Regions from separate parts of the Gossypium hirsutum genome. Here region 2 is linked to region 1. The links are chromatin contacts, called in public Hi-C maps. All regions are on one chromosome and are shown on one strand. Each heading gives the region's core, a stretch centred on a gene start, on an enhancer-like site or on the middle of the called end of the contact. The rest is flanking DNA. Distances are from core to core; before and after follow the strand shown. Region 1 has its middle 16 kb from the start of LOC107910386. Region 2 holds the start of LOC121214621.

Region 1 (4,265 bases), core at 742-3,241:
ACACAAAGGGGGCTTCCAAGAGACAAGGACAAAGTCAAAGAGACCCTCTGCTTCTTAAGAGGGAGAAAATAGTGAATTCATAAGCATTTCAAAGGACCCTTTGAACGAAGCCATTGACAAATCTATACTAATTGAAGATTAAGGCCTTTTAACATAACTAAATGTAACAGCCTGTTTTCAGTGAAATCAAAACAGTAGTTTCGGGATCACAAATCTGAAGTCAAAAAAATTATTTTATTATTATTTTATTGTCTACAGCATGATAGAAATTTTACCGTTTACATACTCAATTTGATAAAAAGGACTAAATCGCGTAAAGTGCAAAAGATGAGTTCTAAGAGCTAAAGGTATTAAATAAATATAGGACTTTAAAGTGGAGGTTCTTATATGGTAATTAGACCATTATTTTGCTAGTGGATGATAATGGCTTGGCATTTTGTGTAATTATTAAAGCTTTTAAAGGTTAATTTTGAAAATGAGTAATTAAAGTTAATAATAAATAAAACCAAATTAAAACATCATTTTGTATCATCTTTCCCAATTGAATATCAAACAAAATGTTTGAATGTTTAAAGTATTTCTAAGTTAAAGGTCATTTTATAAAAAGATAAGAGCTCTATGAATTCTCTCTGCGAAAATACTGAATCTGAAAAATCCATTACTGAGGAGTTGATCCCTAAGAAAGTTCCTTTCAGAAATGAAGATGTTGATACAAACAATAATATGTTGATCGATACATCTCCAGAAAAATCTATCTCGTGGAGGGATATGCTTGTAGGACATTCGTCAAAGGATACTCACATTGATTTGGAAGGAAAAGAAGATATGGAAATTTTGGATGGGGACATTCAAAAAACCTTTGTGGATGGCGTACCTTCCATTTCCTTCTCGGATAGGATTCACAAAATCCTTATTCAAGGTATGGATAACACAGTGATTTTAAAACTTCTTGGTCGTAACATTTCCTTTTCGGTTTTGCAGAATAAATTGTTCAATCTGTGGAGACCTTCAGCACCTCTACATATGATGGATATAGAAAATGGTTATTTCTTGGTTAAATTCCAGAATAAGTTGGACTGTGAAAGGGCTCTTGCTGAAGGACCTTGGATCATCTTTGGACAATATTTGACGGTTCAGCCTTGGTCGCTAGCCTTTGATCCGACACAAGCTTATCCGAGCGTTGTGATGGCATGGATTAGATTTCCTGGTTTACCTGGATATTTATATAATCATAAAATCATCACTGAGATAGGGGAAATGGTTGGAAAAGTGGTTAAATTGGATATGAACACTGATAGTAGGACTAGGGGAAGATTCGCTAGATTGGCTGTTTATGTTGACCTGGAAAAGCCGTTGGTATCACATATTCTGATCAATGGACGTAAGCAGAATGTTGAATATGAATCTTTATACACAATCTGTTTTCATTGTGGGAGATATGGGCATGTGGAAAACTCTTGCCCTTTTAAGAATTCTGAAACCCCCAGTGAAAAGGAGAATACCTCGTCGGAAATGGCATCGGAGTTTCAAAACACGACCAAGGTTGACGCGGAGAAGGAGCACGAGAATTTCGGGCCTTGGATGATCGTTGAGAAGAAATCAAGGCGGAAAATCAGAGATAATACACAAAATCCCTTAAATGTCCAACAGATTTGGAAAAAAGGATCTCGCTTTAGAGCCCTTAATAATAAAGACATGCACAAAGAGGATTTTGAGGGTTTTTTGTCGGATACTAGAAGCCATAAAGGGAAGGAAATTTTACATGGTAATTCTATGGAGAAAATTTCTGCTAATCCTAATAATGGTCGAACAATCAGAGAAAGAAACAATAATAATAAAAGCAACTTAAAGGAGGTGAATCAGATGGACATTTGTGGCCCACTTTTTAAAAGGAACAGTAGAACAAATGCGGAGCCCAATAAGCCCAGCACAAGCCTGAAAGGAAAATCGCATAACACAAAGAAGCCTGATAGTAGTTTGGGCATTGGAACCATACCTGCTGGTCAGGCCTGTGGAGTCTTGGAACCTTCTGGTCCAGATTTGGGAGCCCATCTTCCCTCTGCTGCTGCTGGAAAAGGTAGTCAGACCTTTTTTTCAGATGAGTCACAAACAACTCCAGGTGACGATGTGGGTCTTGAAGTCGAAGGAGAAGGATCAAAAAATCAGCCAGTTTTGGAGGAGTCAACGCGGACTGCTGTCTCACTAGATGTTGGTAACCTTGATTATGGTAGACATTCGGCAGTCGTCTTTCTTGAGAACACCAAAAACCCCTCTAATAATTATTCTCCTTCTCTTGCGCTTCCATCTGGTTCAGGTAAAGCTTTTAAAAATAGAACCAGAGGATTTGTTAAAAAACAGACTAAAATTCTCCATAGCAGTAATGTTCGCTTCAAAACTTCGGGAGTCCAGCGAACACCTTTGAAGGAGTCAATAGAATTTCTTGCTGAGAGCATCTCGACTTTTGCTAAGCCTAATATTGAGGTTGAATCTAGCATCGAAATTAGTGGGCAAAAAGAGGGAATTAATGTTTCTGGACAATAAGGATATATTTTCTATTCTTATTTGTTTGACTTGCTCTTTGTTAATTTGATATTAGAGGTTTGGTGTATTTTTTATATATTTTATTATGTTTTTAAATCTAAAATTTTTTTCATGGAATTGTCAAGAGAGTGCTAGCAGGAAATTTTTACGAGTATTTCAGGAGTACAATGCTGAGCATAGGCCTGATATTGTTTGTTTGATGGAACTGAGAGTGAGTGGTAATAAGGCTAACCTTATTATTGAAAATCTAGGATTTAACTATTCACATCGGGTTGAAGCTGTTGGTTTTTCAGGTGGCATATGGGTTGGATGGAAGGAGTCTATTCAAATCCATATTGTTCGAAATCACCCTCAGTTTATTTTCATACGTGTTAATAGTCCTAATCCCAATAATTCCTTTTTTATTTCCTTTGTTTATGGCAGTCCTGATAGGTCTAAACGGAAGCTTCTTTGGGAAGATTTAAAATCTGCTAATCCTAACCTCTATTCTCATTGGTTAATTATGGGGGATTTTAATGCAATTTTATCTCCTTCAGATAAAAAAAAGTCTTGTGTTAGTTGGTAAGCGTTGTGATTTTTTCGGTAATTTTGTTGACTCTTGTGAGTTGCAGGATTTGGGATTCAATGGGCTTGCTTTTACATGGCAAAGAGGCAGTACTTTTGTCAGACTTGATCGGGCCTTAACTAACGATGCTTGGGTGTCTGTTTTTCCACATTATTCTGTTCATCATCTCACTCACATTAAGTCTGATCATAGGCCCCTCTTGTTATCTACTAGATCTAATTGTAGTTCATTTCATGGCTTTGGCAGGATGGACGAAACATAGTGATTTCTCTAACCTTGTTAGAGAAAAGTGGAATTTTGCAGGTAATATGTTTGATTCTTTAAATAATTTTACTTTTTTTGCTAAAGAATGGAACAGGAATATTTATGGCTTTCTGGGCACTTGTAAGAGAAATCTTATGAGATCGCTTAATAATATCCAAAAAACCTTGGAGCATTCTTCCTCTACGTATTTAGCAGGAAAAGAAATAGAAATTCAGGATGAACTGGAAAATGTGCTAGATCATGAGGACCTTCTTTGGAGACAAAAGGCTCGTTGTGATTGGCTTCAACTGGGGGACCGAAATACAAAGTTTTTTCTTAGCCGTACTTTGAGAAGAAGAAAATTTAACCATATCCTTTCCTTACGCATTGATAATGGGGAATGGTGTTCAGATCAGGACATTCTGCAAGCTAAGGCGGTGGATTTCTTTGAAGGACTTTATGGAGAGATTCCTTCTAACTTGAGGGATATGCCTAATGTTGGTTTCCCTAGCTTTAATTCTTCAGAGGTTGCTTTTCTGGAGGCTTCTATTACTAACGAGGAGATTAAAAGAGCTTTGTTTGACATGGCTCCTTTGAAAGCTCCTGGAAGTGATGGTTTCCATGCTCACTTTTTTCAAAGTCAGTGGGAAATTCTTAGGAATGATGTTTGTCAATGGGTTAAGGAAGTTTTTGATGGATGTCAGATTGATCCAGAATTGAATAATACGCTAATTGTGTTGATCCCTAAAAAAGAGAACCCTGAGGATTTTAGCCATTTTAGACCCATTAGTTTATGCTCTGTTCTTTACAAGCTGGTTATGAAAGTTATCGCTAATCGGTTTAAGGTGGTATTTCCTAAACTTATATCCCAAGAACAAGCTGGGTTCATAGCTGGGCGTAACATTTCTGATAACAT
Region 2 (4,265 bases), core at 545-3,044, 64 kb after region 1:
AATATTCGAATAAAATAATTGAAAAACATCATTTGAGAATCAAACACAAGACCAACAAATTTATATGAAAATCTTAGATGGAATCTAAATTACTATTTAATAATTAAAAAATATTTCATTAAATTGATTTTTTTAATGTATCTTCCAAACAGAATCACTCAAAATTTTATCACATTTGATCATTTCAATTAGAAATGTGATATTATATATTTCATGTCACAAATAGCATAAAATTCATTACAATAAATAAGAAATCAACCAATTATAAATCGTGAACAAGTTAGGAATAGTAAGCATAAGCAACAAATCATATTTTATTGAGCAAACGTTGTGTGAGACTAAGCCAAGAGCCAAAAGTTGTTGAGCCACCTGGTGGTGATAAGGTAGCCACCGAGGCCATTGCTCTGCCTCCTAACCCCAATGGTAAGGCAATGTCGATCTATAGTTTTGATACATTGCTCAACAAACTCATCATTCTGCCTGCTCCCGCCTAGACTGCAAACCCAACCATGAAAGATGAGAGTGAGATGGAGAAATGTGTATTTTTCAAAACAGGGGTTTATAAAGACCCACCACAAGGTTAACAATGGAGATTGCCTTCTCTGACCCACTACCAACACTGAAACCCCTAGCTTTTTCACTTGGCTCTTCACTGTCCACAGCTTCGGCCCTTGGATTATCAATGCTTCTACTTCTACCTGTTTTTCATTCGTATTGATTTCCCATGGAAAATCCAATCAATCTTCACCGAATACTATAAAAATAAATAAATTTTAGACTTGCTCTGCTCCAAATAAAGCTGGTCTTTTTTGAACAATGGAGACAGGGGTGGGGTTTGTTTTTCTCAAGGCTGGTATATAAAAATATATATCGTTAATGTTTTTAAAGAATAAAATATATTTAATATAATGAAACAATACATTTTCTTCATATAATTCTATATTTATTATTTTATCCAAAAAATTATTAATTAAAAACAAGAATTATAAATAAATAAACGTGTAGTCTAATTATTAAAAAAAAAATCAAACTAGAGTGGAGTGGAGTGGAGTGGAATGGAGCGAAATAAAGATGGATGCGTTGTTGATAGTGGTTTTTAAGGATGGATATACCTATAGTTGAGCAAAGTATGGCAATACAAAGTATTCCACTGTGGGAAAATGGTAAATTTAGTAATATCCACTTGCTTCATTTCATTGCGACCCTATTGTCTCCCTTAACGAGAAGAGAAGAGGGATGCACCCCCTTTTCTAAAATGAAAAGAAATGAAGCAAAACAACCCAAGAAGTGAGAAAAGTTTGAGGTACCTCGGGTTTACAAGCTTTGCAGAGTGAGCCAAGAGAGTTGGCAAGATAAGTAAAAGAAGAAGGGGAGTGTGAACAGTTGGGGGTTGGAGGGATAACATGAAGCAAAGTAAGCAAATCACCCTTGTTAGCTACATGAGTGAGTGCCCACATCATTGCATGCCTAGAATGTGAGCTTTTGTCCACTAAAACCATCACTCTCTTCCTTAAAACCAACCCATCATCACCACTACCAGCACCACCATTGCCGTACATGTCAAGACCTTCCATTTGATGAGCTTTTAAGCTTGTCTCACACCCACCACAAATATTGTTCTTGTTGTTCACTCCCCAACGCAAGGATTTAGATTTCCAACCTTGTTTGCCACTTAGCTGCCTAAAAAATGAAGACGAACTTGCCATCTTCCTCTCACTTCAAACACCTTAAATTGGGTGGCAAATACTGGAGACAAAAGATAATGACTAGTGATTACAAATAACAGGTCATTTCTAAGTTATAGGTGAAGTTGGGGGCCTTTAATATTGAGAGAAGATTGTTAGAGTATTTATTTATGCGCTTACTGAATTGTCATTGGCACAATTATTATTATTGCAATGAGAAATATGTAAACGTAATTTTCTAAAATTTTAGGGTGCCTTTGTTTGGCTTAAAATGTTTTCCGAAAAATATTTTCCGAAATTTTCGGTGTTTGTTTTGTGTAAAATGAATTCCCATAGGAAAACATTTTACAAACACGGGTAAAATCAAAAGCAAATTTTGGAAATTGTCTTACCGATTTCTAATCCGTAAGACATTTTCCCTCTTCTCTTCTAAGTAGTTGTTCTCCCTCTTCCTCCGACTCCTCATCTCCGTTCGTTGGCCTCACCGCACCATCTTTGCATCGTCGTCTCTGTCGGTCGACCGTCGGCCTTGCCTCTGTATTCTGAAGAAACCCTAAAACATTAGGGTCCACAGTCGAGAAAAATTCATCTCTGATCTCCTCGAGGTATCTGCATATTTCTCTAATGTCTCATCTCTGATCGATTACTCTTATGTTTTCCTTCCTTTTCTCTCTAATTATTGTTTCATGTAATACAAAATTTTTTTTAAATAATAAAAAAGAAAAATCGAAGCCCTTCGTTTTTCAACTTTGTCTTACCCGATCAATTTGAGCTACAGTTTTGTGTTATGATGTGGATATTGAGTGTTGGGTTTAAATGATTGCTTGATCTTAGCTTGGACTCACACTAACTTTAGACTCAACTGTTAGTATTTTCTGGTTTACTGGTTTCAGGTAAAGCATGGTTGTCTAGTAAACAAGAATTATGATGCTTATAGGTATATTTAACTTGTGCATCAGTAACTGTAACTTCTACAGAGTTCTTGCCTTCACCTTGACTGAGTAGCTACAATGGAATCTAAAAATCAGTATAGGTATTGTGCTCCCAGGATTCTGGTTTGCTAGTAGTCCTTTTTTATCCATTAACTCCAAAATTCTAGTGATATGTTCTTGATTTTCCACAAAGTTAGCATATTTCTGGTTGTTAGATTCCTTAAGTGTGTCCAGTTGAATCTAGAATGGGTATTGAGTCTAGTTCCTTCTGCCATTTCTTTGTATTTCTTGTGCTTTTCCAGCTTCTATGGCTGAATCTTGACTAGCTCTAAAACCAAATTTTTACTTAATCAAGAATTGAGAAGAGAGGCCAGAGAAGAAAAAGGAATTTGAGTCTGTTCAGTCATAATCTCTTAATACAGAAACTATACATATATAATATCTAACAATAATTCCTTGCTAATAGTTGCCTGATTTCTGATTTTGCTTGATGAGCTTGCCTGCACAATTTTGCCACAGGTATTTGACCTTGTTGAGTTGGCATTTGTTGCAAGGTTAATAGTGTGCTTCAGAAATTGTCCTTCAATGCTATGTTTATACATTAGGGATCTGCTAGTTTTTCTATGTACGTCCTCTGTCCTAGCAATAGAATTGCCCTTCCTTCTTAGAGAGTTAAGAGCAGGTGACTTACATGTGATGAAGGACAAGATCATGCTAGTTCTATTGGAAGTGTCAATAAAAGTTTGGATATCTGTTGCTGGCATTTTGTACAAGGATATGCTGGTCATTTCTTTTACTTCAATACTTTAGCATTTGATCCTGCATTTTCTCATATTAAGGGGATAATGATGTGGAATTTATCATGCTTATTGAAGGATTATATTTTGGACATGTTTCATTAGTTTCATATTATGTTTTATTGGGTTCAATTGTAAATTTCAGTATCGAGGAAACTTTTTGTCATTTTTGATTGAGTGAAATTTGAGTTTCAACTGTTGTTTCAGTAGAAAATTTTCAAATTTTTTTATGCCCTTTTGTTTTCCTTGGATAACTAAGAAATCACCCAAATAAATGTTCTGAATAAGATGTTTTGTAATGTCATGGAACTACTACTAGGATTATGTTGAACTTGAACATGTAGCAAAACTGGAAACTTCTTACATAGGTCGGCTTCTAGCAGTACTTTGTGATAAACCATTTGCAGAGTCTCATTGTATTTTATTACATACATCTGAATAAGATGTTTTGTAATGTCATGGAACTACTACAAAAATGTCTTGGTTCTTCTTGAGCAAGTATAAAATTTTAATTGTTCTTTTATGCTTGTAATCAGGTACTTGAATTTGCAATTACTTTTGTGATAAAATCATCAATGTTCCATCGTGTAAAATGAATTTGCAATTCTATCCATTTGGTTTTTTAATTTGTGATACTAGGAGTGATTTTTTTTAAATTTGTAGAGAGTTAAGGCATTGCATATTCGGGACATGGATGTTGTAGTTGAGCCCGGAATTGGATGGATGGAACTTAATGAATACTTGGAGCCATATGGTTTATTTTTCCCTCTTGATCCAGGTCAGTTTGTTAGAGTTATCCTTGCAACATATCATTTTCTTAATGAAAAATAACTTATTGCAACATTCAGCTA

What was found. A called contact is a pair of places that touch in the nucleus more often than the background predicts.
Region 2: a Hi-C map of leaf shows a contact between it and region 1, with 2.3 times the contacts expected there. The contact joins the promoter of LOC121214621 here to the enhancer-like site in region 1. A contact is called at or near these places in 10 of 34 Hi-C or Micro-C datasets (anther, callus, leaf and 2 more).

The regions. Positions count from the first base shown.
Region 1 is chrD02:13,314,525-13,318,789 of Gossypium_hirsutum_v2.1, forward strand. No RefSeq gene overlaps it. Among protein-coding and RNA genes, the nearest start is that of LOC107910386, 16 kb to the left of the region's middle. Within about 2 kb of position 1,992, at least 9 of the 9 cell types and tissues checked have an H3K27ac peak or open chromatin away from gene starts, as enhancers often do. A contact at or near this core is called in leaf, where this site is marked.
Region 2 is chrD02:13,378,473-13,382,737 of Gossypium_hirsutum_v2.1, forward strand. It overlaps LOC121214621, which reads right to left and starts at 1,795. Exons shown (of 3, transcript XM_041088456.1): 1 at 1,308-1,795; 2 at 574-698; 3 at 92-495. The coding sequence starts at 1,706. The coding sequence ends at 339. LOC107910391 (a long non-coding RNA gene) reads left to right here and starts at 1,917. Exons shown (of 3, transcript XR_001687626.2): 1 at 1,917-2,290; 2 at 4,078-4,192.